2 separate regions of the Mus musculus genome follow, and region 2 is linked to region 1. The links are chromatin contacts, called in public Micro-C maps. All regions are on one chromosome and are shown on one strand. Each heading gives the region's core, a stretch centred on a gene start, on an enhancer-like site or on the middle of the called end of the contact. The rest is flanking DNA. Distances are from core to core; before and after follow the strand shown.

Region 1 (6,254 bases), core at 2,100-4,599:
CGGTAGGGAAGGCAATGGCTCAGGAGGTATATGGTCTGCTGGAGTGGGTGGGCGTCCCTTCTTGGTACTGCTCAATGTCTTGACACTTGGAGAGGTCACCTCAGTGTGACCAGAAACAGAGTTTTCAAGAGGAGGAAAATGCAAGTGTTTTCTTACAACGTAAGTTGTAAGAGCACTTGGCTTTCAGCCTCAGCTGGGGCCAGAAAAAGAACCAGCTTGCTGGCCTCATGCTCCATGCCCTGGCCTCTTCCACATTACTGACCCTGCCTTCCTCCTGTCCCCAGTCCAGATTCAGCTAGCATCCAGGGGCCAGGAGTCTGACAGCTCCTGGCACGGGCACCCAGGACTCTGCCCTGAGCTGTGTCTCCCAGGGCACGTTCAGATAGTCACAGGGAGGTCACTCTCTGCGTTAGCAGCTGGCTGAGCTGAAAAAGGTTCTAGGCAGTATCATGATGGGCAGGTCCCTCCTGAGCAGGCCAGCTTCCAGCTGCTCCTAGCCCCAGCCTCAGGAGCTAGGGGACTTTTGAGAATGGCTGGCACCTAGTTCTAGGTTCACAGCTGGCCTGGCCAGAACAGTCCCAATGAGCCAACCACACCCTCCCTCAACACCAGGATATGCAGGCCATACTCTGCTGGTATGGCAGACCTTCTTCCCGCAGCCCAAGCAGGGCTACCCGCCTCCCCACACTCATCCTGGCCCCTGGATCCTGGGGTCCATGTGGACCTGGAAGGGAAGTGGGAAAGGGGGTGCATGGAGCTATGAGACATATGCAGGCTACACTGGTGCTGGGGCCAGAGGCTGAATCCCTACCTTAGCACCCCATTTATAGTACAGCTGTGGTGGTTTGAAAGAAAATGGCCCCCATGGCCCCACAGGGCATGGCACTGTTAGGAGGTGTGGCCTTGTGGGAAGAAGTATGTCACTGCTGGGGTGGGCTTTGAGGTTTCATATGCATAAACTATGCCCAATGTGGCTCAGCTTCCTGCTACCTCAGTATCAAGATGTAGAACTCTCTAGAACTCATAGCTCCTTCTCTAACAGCATGTCTGCCTGCACACTGCTACATTTCCCATCATGATGGTAATGGTAACGGACTAAACCTCTAAGGCAGCCCCAATAAAATGTTTTCCTTTATATGAGTTGGCATGGTCATGGTGTCTCTCCACAGCACTGGAAGCCTAAGACAACCATGTTTAATGAGACCAAGCACAGCGCACAGGCATGAAGCATACACTCCTGCATCCGCATACACATATACATGGTACACGTGCATGCACACACTCCTGAACCCAGCACTGGGCTGTTCTGAAGTACATGTGCCCATGACCTCATCCACAGGTTGGGATACTATCACTGGTCACCAACTGACCAAGTGACCTCCTTGCTGGTCCCCGACCTGCTCCTGCCCCTTCCCCACTGGGCTTGTCAGCTGCTCACGCCTCATCCCTGGCTTCTCTCTGCTTAGCTCACACCAACTGCTCCGGCCTCTTTGCTGACTGCCAAATCTGCCAAACCAGAGCCTGCCACAGGACCTTTGCACATGCTGCGCCTGCTCATTCTTCATCTCCTGGATCCCTATGAGGTCACAGCACAAGCATTCCCCAGGGTCCCTGTTACAGAGGACTCAGCTAGTCTCTATTGCTTTCCTCTTTACAGAGCCCCAGCCCCATTGTGAAATCACTTTCTCCACTGGCTCCGGTCTGTGTGTCTCAGATATGAGGGGAGCTCACCATGTGTGGGGCCAGGCCTGGGATAGTGATGTCCACCCCAAAAACACCCATGGAAATGAGTCTGTCATGCTCAGCCTGTGCCTGGAACAGAGGCCTGGCGACCACACTTAGACGGTGTTCCTAAGTAGCTGTGGAGTCACAGACCCGAGCTCAGACCTTGGGCTGAGCACTCTGAGCCATACACATATGCCCTGCCCACATATGTGAGCTCAGAGCTGCAGGCTTCCCACCTTCTCGCCATCTAGAAGGGGCATCAATAAAGGTTCTAGGAAAGACCAAGAAGGGACCAGGGAAGCAGCCTGCCACAAGCATCCAAGAGGGCTGCAACCTCATGCCCTGTGCACACTGCAGATTGCTTGGTGGGCCCTCCTGGGCCACAGGAGGAAAAGCTGTGTACCCTTAATCCGAAAGACAAAAACGGTACAAGGCAGAGAGAGTGATGGGGAGACAAAGGAGAAACAAAAACCTGGGCACCATGAAATCCAAATGGATGACGAGAAAAGGGAGAAGGAGCAGAGAGGGGGAAGGGTGAGAGAGGTGGAGGGCTGGGCATGGCACAGGATGGGGTGAGCAGCAAGGTGGGCTGCAGGGACCGGGAGGGGCAGGGAAAGACTATTCCACCTCAGACAGCACAATGGCAGCCAGTCACGGGTGGCCACAGGGGGCGTCATTAGAAGCAGGCTGTAGGATTCCCCGGCCCCTCCCCACTGGAGCTCCTGTGAGGCCCACAGCGACAGCCTGTTATCAGCAGCAAGCAGCTTTGTGGGACCTCCCCTGACTCGCAGCCCTTTATCTGGAGGTGAGGGTCTTGGTTGTGGGGAGATAAAACACGCTGTTCCTGTCCCTCGGGACTCAGCTCAATGCAGAAAAGCCTGCCCCTCCCCCCTTGCCTATGAAATCCTATTCTGGGTCCGCAGCACTCTAGGTCCTGGCCCTACAGGGATGGGAGAGCTGGCGGTACCTTGGGAACAATGGGCAGGGCAGAGTGAGGGGGCACAGAACAACACTCCAGGCATGGGTGAAGGGGCACGGGATGACATTCCAGGCAGGGGTGAAAGGCACGGGATGACACTGGGCAGGGGTGAGGGGGCACGGAATGACACTCTGGGCAGGGGTGAGGGAGCAGGGGATGACACTCTGAGCAGTAGACTATGTAGTCAGACAGGATGAGAAAAGCCACAGGAGGCCAAGGTGGCTTTGGGTAGGGGCAGAGAGATGGTGTGAGCCCAGTGCATCTGGGCAGGGCCTAACCAGGGACAGCTTCCTGGTCCTCCTCCCAGGTCTAAGGTTGCCTTGGTGTAGGTCACAGGCTATGGCCCTGGAAAGCAACCTCTCAAGGTCAGGGCCTGGTAGTGGGGACAAGAGACAGAGTACCACCCCCAGACCCTGGACACCAGTGTCAGGAAAACTCTCTAGCTCTAGAGAAATGTCTGCACCCAAAGTCGCCAGTGATACTACTCAGTCCACCTCAGCCCCTCCACCTGCCCCCTCACCGGAGCAGCAGGAAGTTCTAGGGATGTAGCCAGTCAGCACGTGCGTCGGCTGACACACAACTCTATGTGGCTACAAGGGCACTGGGACGCTACTTAGCTCCCAGCCTGTGGGTGACAACAGTAACCTTGGGCACCCTGGTGGCCATCACCCATGTTACAGACACAAAACCAGAAGTCAGAAAAGGGAGGCGCTCCCTCAGCCATGTCGAGGAGGAGACGGCGCATGCACTGGACAGCGAGTACATCTCCCCCCGCAGTGCCACGGCTGTGAGTGTAACTCAAGGTCCCACTGGCTATACACAGACTCAAGCCACAGCCACCTAAAGTCACCTTCGCGTGCCACCATGCAACCACTCACTGGCTGGGGCCACCAAACCCTGGAGCCAGTTTCAAGCCTCACGTGTATCAGAGGCTCAGACACAAACACCGCCAGAGCTCAGCCCTCTCTGCAGAGGGGTGAGTCACACACTTCCCACAGTCCTTCACTGTCTTGGCGCCTACCTATGCAGCGGTCCTGCTCTCCCTCTGTCTAGGGCTACATCCCCAGATGCTGGACACCAGGGTGCAGTGATAGCCCAGCCAGGATGGAGATGACAAGTGAGAAATTAAAGTGCAGATTACGATGTTTATCAGCATCACCATAAAAGGGGAGAGATGTGGATGCACCCATCAGGACAGGGGAGCAACCACTCAAAGCCTCTGTGAGATGGGCCTCCTGGGGTGTATGTCTTTGGGAACTCTGGGGTGCTGAGGGGGAGAACTAGCCCCAGGAGAGGCAGCACTTGCAGAACGCCCACAGCCTGAGGTCCCAACCCACAACGCTAATGATCAACCAATGCAGGACCGCGAGGAGAAACGTCTCTGGATAAGATCGTGAGCAGGCTTGAGGGGACCTCTGGTCTGAGAGACACCGTGCCACCTCCTGACTGAGGCTAGGAAGAGGTATCCAGAAGGTCCAACCCGCTACCAGAGAGCGACAACCACAGTGTGTCAGGGTCAGAGAGAAGTGACAACCCACACAGAACTATGGCCTCCAAATGACCCTCAGTGAGCAGAGACATCACAGCCTGGGTGAGGATCCGAACCCTACGTGTGCCAACCCTGGCACTTGGCTCCCCTTTGCTTGCTGCAATAGACTCCTATGTGTGTATACCTGAATATACAGAAACCACAGAAAATGGACTATGGTCTCTACACCTGTAGCTCAAGGTCACCCTCAGCTAACAGGAAGCCTGAGACTACCCCAAACTACACGAGAATAGCAAACTAGACCAAAACAATAAACAATGAATCTACACAGCACCTTGACCCACCACAGCCGTCTAGTGGGTCCTCACACTTGCTGGTGCCACTGCCCAGGCTGCATCTGGGATGTGACCCCGATGCTTCTGGTTCTCAGAGTGGCAGGCACTCCTGAACATCAATCTGGATAAGGGAGAGCTGTCCTATACCTAATGTCAAAGATGTGCCCTCCCCCTCCCCACAGTGAGGCACCAGCCAAAGGGAACCACTGCTGTTTCCTCTCCCGACCACCAGGGGGCACTGAGACACCCGAGCTGCTACAGAGGGACCAGCAGACACCACTGATGCTGGAGACATGGTTCCCAAAGCCTCCTTCAAATCCCAGTCAATACACTCAAAGATTCTAAAACCTTCGGCCAAGAAATTAAAACTCGGCCACCTCTAGTGACACGACTGCAAGGGTCTACTCTTCAAATGACACATGACATGCCTATGAAATCTACCTACAGGCAGAATGAAGGACACCCAGCCAGTGGCCTAATGACAGTCTCCCCCACCCCGGCCCACCCTTCTCCCAGCGCTGCCCACAGCATGGTGACCCCAGACTCTGCCCTTACCAGTCTCCTGCTCCACCTCGGCTTTCTCTGCAGGCTGCTCATGCTGGGAATCTTTCTTCTGGGGGGCTGCGCCAAAGACACCAATTGGAGCCCACTCCAGGTACAGGGGGACATGGTGGAACTGCAGAAACAGGGTGCCAAGGCTGTGGGTCCCCATCTAAGACCTAGCTGGAGACTGAGTGCTGCTTGACAGAAGGGCCAGAGATGACTGACAGAGCCAGGAGAAGCCAGCTGGGTACAGAGCCCTTCCTGCACTGGCAGGGCCCAGGGCCCTCTGTACAACCAGGTACCTGAGCAGAGCCCGCAGACACTAATGTAAGACACAGGTCATGACGCATACAAGCCCCAGGCACACAGAAATTCCTTGTACTGAGTGGAATAGTGCCTCGCCAAGACACAGTCAAGTCTTGACCTTGAGCCCCAGCCTGTGACTGTGACCTTGGCAATAGGAGGCAGATCTTGGGGTGAGACTGTGCTATCTGGCTGGGCTGTAAGTTTGATACACGAGTCGGGAGGTTGGAATGGGATGGGCAGAGGTGAGTGGGTGAGACTGGGCTGCCAATCAAGCTGTGAGATCAGAATCCTCCGTCTCATGCCACCAAGCTGGCAGCGGCCCCTTGTCACGACAGCCTGGGAAACTCATATCTGCTGTTTTCTTTTCTTTAACCAAAAGTCAGGAGACAGCCCCAGGTACAGCCGTAATGCCCACCATGGGGCAGCAGGCTCCAAGAGGGAAGGTGGGTTTGGGCAGAGCCTGTGTGAGCGAGGCCCATGCTAGCCTGGGGGCAACTCTAACTCTTGGAGTCCCTCTGGTGCCCCACCAGGATCAGCGGCCATACCTTAGAATAGGCCAGGTGCCTGAAAGCCTTGCGGGCCTCCAGCGGCTCTAGGAACTCTACGATGGCCGTGATGCCACCTTCAGGCAGGAGCACGCGACCCAGGCTGCCGAAGCGGCTGAAGGTCTCCTGGATCTCAGCCGCCAGAGTACCTGCCGGGAGGTTCTTAGCCAGGATCACAGTCTTACTTCGCTCCGCTGCAGCCTGGAGGGGTGGAGGGGATAGGGGGTGGGGGGAGATGAATGTGTGGAGGGACAACAGAAAGGTGACCTCAGCATGGCTTCAGTACTGGCCACTGGTATTGCCTCAGCAGAGAGGCCCCATTCGGGCTCCTA
Region 2 (6,254 bases), core at 2,768-5,267, 160 kb before region 1:
GTTCTTTGCCTCTGACCTCCCTCCCAGAGGCTACCCATGATAGGAGGCTGGGCTTCTCCCATTCCTTGTTGTATTTTTCTGTTCCTGCATTGGAGAGTTGGGGGTCTTATTTAACCCTTGACCTTAGCATTTAAATACTCTTAAGTTGTTTTTTGTAGGTGAGTGAGAAATTAGAAAATGAAATGGGATGGACCTCATGCAGGGGAGTCTCCTCCTCGCCCCCCTCAACCCTCTAACCACCCCTCCCACCTTACATTCTGTCACACTACCTTGTATAGAAGGTGAAGGGCTGGTCTCCCTACCTGCCCCAGGGAAACCTACCCACAACTGGCCAAGAGCTCTAAGGTCATTTATTGTTTCTCTCTTACAGGCCTTGTCGGTCTCTAAAGCAGGCACTGATCTGACCAGACCCTTGTTTCCGGATGTACTTAGGCAAAAGGTAACCATGGAAGTTTCAGCCAAGCTTTGGCATCCTTCCAGCACCCATTTGTTTATACTTCCAACCCATTAGACATGGAAGTACAAGGTTGCCCGGCTTCACTTTGAGTATTAGCACCTGCCTTCACTGTAAAAGTAAAAGCCATGGCTGGAAAGCTGGTCAAGTCAGCTAAGAAAGTGAAAGTGGTTTTTGCAAAGACTTCTGGGAAATGCTGACCATAGGAGCTTCAGTTCAGGCTGCAGTGGGGGCAGGGATGGTGAAGGATGGTGGAAGGGCTGTAGGGAGGTGTCTTAGCTCTTTGCTTTGTGGGGGGGGGGGAGGAAATCAGGCTAGGTACAGGTTTACCTGAACTTGAAAAGAACACATCAAAATGTTTACTGAAGGCCTACTATGTGCTAGAAGTACTGAGGACCTACTATGTGCTAGACCCTCCCGAGGAATGTATTAGCTTTGTCTTTCTGTCCCTTCTTCGAGGCAGCCAACACCCTCATTTCAGGGAGGGGGAGGGGCAATGTCTCAGAGAGGTCAAGCAAGTTGACTGAGGACACACAGCTGAGAAGCCAGAGTTGGTATTTGAACTTGGGTTTGAGTACAGAGCTATTGATTTCTTATGTCACTGATATTGAACTGCCTTCTAAATACAGGGATGGAGAAGCTGGTGGTAGGGAAGGGGGCTGTGTTAGCCGATGATAATCGGAGAGTGGAAGGGACAGGGAGGAAGATGGGATGTATAGGGCTCAAAGGTGGGAAGGAACAGCAGTCTGTCCCCCCACTCCGTCCCCTCCGCCCTGGCTCAAGCCTTGGGTGGGGGATGTGGAAGGTAGAGCTAAATATCATGTAATTGCCCCGCTCTTCTGTGAAATTTGTTTCGGGACACATTAGTTCCGGTGAATTTAGCTGAACAGCGGGGGAGTTCTGAGAAGCGATTTGCAATTAGCTGCAGCCCCACGGCCCCCCACTGGGACTCGAGGTACTGGCACCAAGAAGGAAATGGCCAAGGGGGTGGAGCAACTGCCAGCAGGCAGGGCCAGGCAGAGTTTCTGGTTATTCTCACAGCTGGCTTCTCTAACCTGGGGGGCGCTGGATAGGAGTGAAGCAGGGGACCCCTGACTCTTGAATCCAAGACCTGGGCAGGTCAGAGGGATGCTAGACACAGCCAACCATGTCTCCCCCTTTGCAGAGGGTGCAGAGTCCCATTTCTGGGCAGCTCTGCCCACTGCTCACCCCACCCCCACCCCTGTGGGTACTTAGAGCATCTCCCTGTATGCTTTTCAGCCCTCCCAACCCTCGGAGAGACAGTGATGGGATCTGTATTTTGCAGAGGAAGGAACACCCAGAGGGATGGTGACCCTGATGGGTCACCTGGATGTAGCACTGTGCATGCCAGGCAAGTACTCTAGCCCTGTGCTGGGCTCCTGGCTCTAGAATATCACCATGGTAATTAAAGGGCTCCTATGACTGATGACAGCATCACTGTCAGGGTTCCTAGTGCTGTCATCCTGTCCCCATGGAGTCTGCCCTGCTCATGGCCTTGGACGGCAGCATGGGGAGAAGTGAACTAGGTTGGCTCAACCCATGCTCTTATTTCCTATTTCTTCCAGAAGAAGCTGGACCCTTGACGTTCTGGGTCTTCACAACTAGAGTTCTCTGTGGACTAAGGCAATCAGGGAGGGAAGCTGAGAGGAGGTGACATTGTCCCAAGTATCTCCCCCCATCTTCCCCATTGTGAATGATGATCTATATAATGATGGCTACCCTCTTACATTGCTCAGCCACAAGCAAGCCAGTGACTCTGATTCCAAGAGCCAGCTATGCTCCAAGTTTTAAGTGTCTCTTGGTGGTATTATTTGTCTATCTTTATTTGTTTGTTTTTCTTTTTAAAAAGATTTATTTATTTATTATATGTAGGTACACTGTCACACCAGAAGACACACCAGAAGAGGGCATCAGATCATATTACGGATGGTTGTGAGCCACCATGTGGTTGCTGGGATTTGAACTCAAGACCTTCAGAAGAGCAGTCAGTGCTCTTAAACCACTGAGCCATTTTTCCAGTCCCTGTTTGTCTGTTTTTTTTTAATATTTTTTATTAGGTATTTTCCTCATTTACATTTCCAATGCTATCCCAAAAGTCCCCCATACCCTCCCCCCACCACTCCCCTACCCACCCACTCCCACTTTTTGGCCCTGGCGTTCCCCTGTACTGGGGCATATAAAGTTTGCAAGTCCAATGGGTCTCTCTTTCTGTTTTTCAACACAGGGTTTTTCTATTTCTTTTTAAAAATCGGTATTTTATATATATATATATATATATATATATATATATATATATATATATATACATTTCAAATGTTATCCCCCTTCCCAGTTTCCCCTCTGAAAACCCCCCATCCCACCCCCACCCCCAAGACAGGGTTTTTCTATGTAGCCCTGACACTCACTCTGTAGACCATGCTGGCTTCGAACTCTGAGATCAGCCTGCCTCTCCCTCCAGAATGCTGGGATTAAAGGCCTGGACCAACTGTTTTGTTTTTGCTTTTGAACTTCTAGAGGTTGGTTGTCCTTCCACTATGTGGGGCCTGGGGCTTGACATGATACTGTCATGCTTGGTGGCAAGCACCTTTACCCACTTTCTGGGTTCCCCAGTCTGTTTGAGATAGGGTCTCCTGTAGCCCAGGCTAGCCTCAAGTAGGTATGTAGCCCAGGATGACCTTGAACTCTTGGATCCTCCTGCCTTCCTGCCCAAGTACAAGGATCATTAGGCGTGTACTACTATGCCTACTTGGTGCATGGCTCGTGTTAGAACACAGAACATCACATAGGATGGACATGCCTACCACACAGTCAGCCTCCAGGGAAGAGAATTCGGTAATCTCAGGAATATACATCAGTTTTCCTTTCACCAGACATCTGGTACAGATGCTATTCCCAAACAACAGCTAGAGAGAGAGGGCTGTGTGTCCAGGCTAACCAAGCCAGCGCTGCTACATTCTAGAAAGAGAACCTGGGGCTGGAGTGAGCAGAGGGGGCTTCTGGGAAAAGGAAGCTTTGGTCCAGAGCTGTTGTTGAGCTACTTAGGTGCTCTAGTGGGGGCTTTAACCTCTCTCTGCCCAGGCTGGAGGTGCACCTCACTTCTGTCATTCCTACACAGAAGTCAGGCGATGCTGCCCAAGGCCTCAAGGCTAAGACAGGAATGTCTCCCTGGCTCATCTGGGCTGTCTGGTTTTAGCATCCAAATCCTCATATCGTGGGAAAGTGTGCAGCCCCCAGCAAGCTGGCCTGGCTGCTTATCCTATTTGCAGGAACGGGGCTGAGACTGGGGTCCCACACAACCTCTTCACTGGCCTCACCCCCCAGCACCGGCCTTTGCTCTCTTCTGTCCGCCCCGCCCCCCTTTTCAGAATGCACCGGCTTCCCTCCTGGTCCCCCAGGACTGCCCGATCCCAGGACTTCTGCAGATCTCTGCAGCACTCTCTCTCTCCCTCTGGTTTCTTATCTGAGTGTGTTCTCTGGTTCAGGCTGAGATAAAAGTAAGTCTTAAGACCGCATCTCCACCAGAGGCGGCCAGCCCCGTCCCCCTCCTGGCTCATCCCCTGGCCCGGCCAGATAAAGGGTTAGACCCAAGCACATGTCATTTTCTTTGTGTGGAATCAATATTCACCAAAGTTTATCTGGCCTACATGGCAGGAAGTGCTAATTTCATCCGCGTCAATTATTTTGATGAATGCCCATAATGCCCAGGGTGTGAGGAGAAGATAAAAGAATTACTGTGCGCGCGTGCACACACACATACACACACACACACACACACACACACACACACACCTCACACATGTGTGCTAAGCCACCAGTACACGCAAGGCACATGGGGAAGGGAGGTGACGGACCCAGGCTCCACGCAGTTTGATGATGTGAGCCTAACAAGGAAAACCTGTACAAACCTGGTGTCCATGCTTGGCATTTAAACAATAGCTGTGAATCTCAGGGCCATTTTGATACATCCCACCCAGAGGACGGTGGCAATGTCCCAGCCAGTTTTTTGCTGGCAAGAAGGAGATGCTAATGGGAGTAGAGACCAGAGATGTCGCTGATCACCCCACAGTGCACAGCACAGGGGCATGGCTTGCTTGGCCTGTGTAAGACCTGCATTTTATTCTAGCTCTGTAAGGAAGAAATGAATTATCCGGCTCAAGAGTCAATGCAGCTGAGACTCCCGTCTCAGGAACTGAGTTGGTTATTTATTTATTTATTTATTTATTTATAATTTATTTAGTTGATGCCTATAAATATAGGATTCTAGTTTCTAACAATACTAGCAAGGAAATATTGGGGGATTTGCCCCCTCCCCTTTTTTCTGAAGATGGGTTTAAGCAACAAGATGTCAAAATACATGAGCAGAAATCAAAAGTGACTCATGTCTGTTATCCTAGCACTTGAGAGGCTGAGGCAGGAGGATTGGAAGTTTGAGCCCAGTCTCTGGGTAATATAGCAAGAGAGAGGGAAGAAGGGAGGGAGAGAATGAAGGAGAGAGAGAGAGAGAGAGACAGAGACAGAGAGAGAAAGAGAGAGAGAGATTTAAAATGTTACTAGCTAAACAGCAGAGTGGAAATGTTCAGTAGGCACCCAATAAAATGAATCCTGGGGAATTCCAAGATTCTCCCTTAGAAGTGTGTGTGTCCCTGCCTGTGAAAGGGTCACAGATCTCCATGCATATGTACTGTTTGTAGTCACACAACACTTGTGCACATTTCTGCTGCTGTGGGCCACACAGAGTGCAGGGGAGGGGCTCTAGTCTCATAGGACAACACTCTCTTTGAGGCTATGCCATGCAGCCCAGGCTGGCCTCAAACTCACTATGTAGTTGAGGCTGACCTTGAGCTCCTGAGTCCCCTCTAGGGCTGCCTTGATGGGATAGCACCATCCACCATGCTGGTTTCAGGAGTGCCGGGACTAGAACCCAGGGCCTCAGGCATGCTAGGCAGGTGCTGAGAACAGAAACCATGACGTCAGCCCCATTCCTCACAGTTATCTGTTCCCAGACCAGCTGGAGTCAGCTAGAGGCAGCCTAGGGTCTGCATCCTCTACTGCTTCTTCCCCATGTGTCTAGGTTGTAACTGTGCCTCACCTCAGAGCCTATTGTGCCGGCCAGCCCAGCCTCAGGGAATTGTGGGAAACTCTTCATCTTCGAGCAAGAGTCACGGCACTTTTTAGACAAACACACCTGAGGATGCTCCTCTCAGGGGGAGATGCTGAGTGTCAATCACTTAAAATATGATGTTGGGAACCGATGTCACGATATATGATAAAATATGATGAGCGGATGATCTGCTATTTATTACAGGCGGCTGATCTATGGTGCCGCATTACCGTTATGGATGGTGATGTATCACACACTCCAGCCCGCGTTAGGGATTATGGATTCATGCACTTGGGCTGCAGGGGTCTGATTTAAGAACTCCCCATAACTGGCCTACCTCTGACTCTGCCAATCAAAGTCTCTTTGGCTAGGTGGGACGGAGGATCAAAGGTCTTCAATCCCAGAGACTAAGTCGTGTATGGATTTGAGATTTCTAGGGATTTGGGGCCCATGGACCACAGATTCTGACCAACTCAAGTGGGCCCTGGGCTTTGGGTCTGCAAGAGCTTGTTCTCAAATCTGCCTGTATCAGAGAATAAGACAGCTGGGGCCAATGGCCAGACAGTGGCCTAAAGAGAAAGCCGGTTGCGCTTAGGATCTTGAAATCGAATTATAAGGAGTAAGAATGAATCAAGACGGGATATCCCAAGGTAATAACAGGGACCCTTGAGAGTTTGA

What was found. A called contact is a pair of places that touch in the nucleus more often than the background predicts.
Region 2: a Micro-C map of the G1E-ER4 cell line shows a contact between it and region 1, with 2.2 times the contacts expected there. The contact joins two enhancer-like sites. A contact is called at or near these places in 1 of 39 promoter capture datasets (frontonasal cranial neural crest), 4 of 484 Hi-C or Micro-C datasets (the G1E-ER4 cell line, differentiating embryonic stem cells and nephron progenitors) and 4 of 115 datasets of contacts at active chromatin or transcription factors (differentiating embryonic stem cells, embryonic basal ganglia, embryonic midbrain and 1 more).

What each region holds. Positions count from the first base shown.
Region 1 is chr5:120,132,711-120,138,964 of GRCm38.p6, reverse strand. Rbm19 (RNA binding motif protein 19) reads right to left here. Exons shown (of 24, transcript NM_028762.1): 15 at 5,923-6,123; 16 at 5,084-5,204. All of the region lies in intron 1 of Gm10390 (predicted gene 10390), which reads left to right. Among named protein-coding and RNA genes, the nearest start is that of Gm10390, 3.4 kb to the left of the region's middle. RefSeq lists an enhancer at 2,031-3,187. Within about 2 kb of position 3,349, at least 11 of the 459 cell types and tissues checked have an H3K27ac peak or open chromatin away from gene starts, as enhancers often do. A contact at or near this core is called in the G1E-ER4 cell line, where this site is marked.
Region 2 is chr5:120,292,499-120,298,752 of GRCm38.p6, reverse strand. No RefSeq gene overlaps it. Among named protein-coding and RNA genes, the nearest start is that of Gm31836, 60 kb to the right of the region's middle. Within about 2 kb of position 4,017, at least 4 of the 459 cell types and tissues checked have an H3K27ac peak or open chromatin away from gene starts, as enhancers often do. A contact at or near this core is called in the G1E-ER4 cell line, where this site is marked.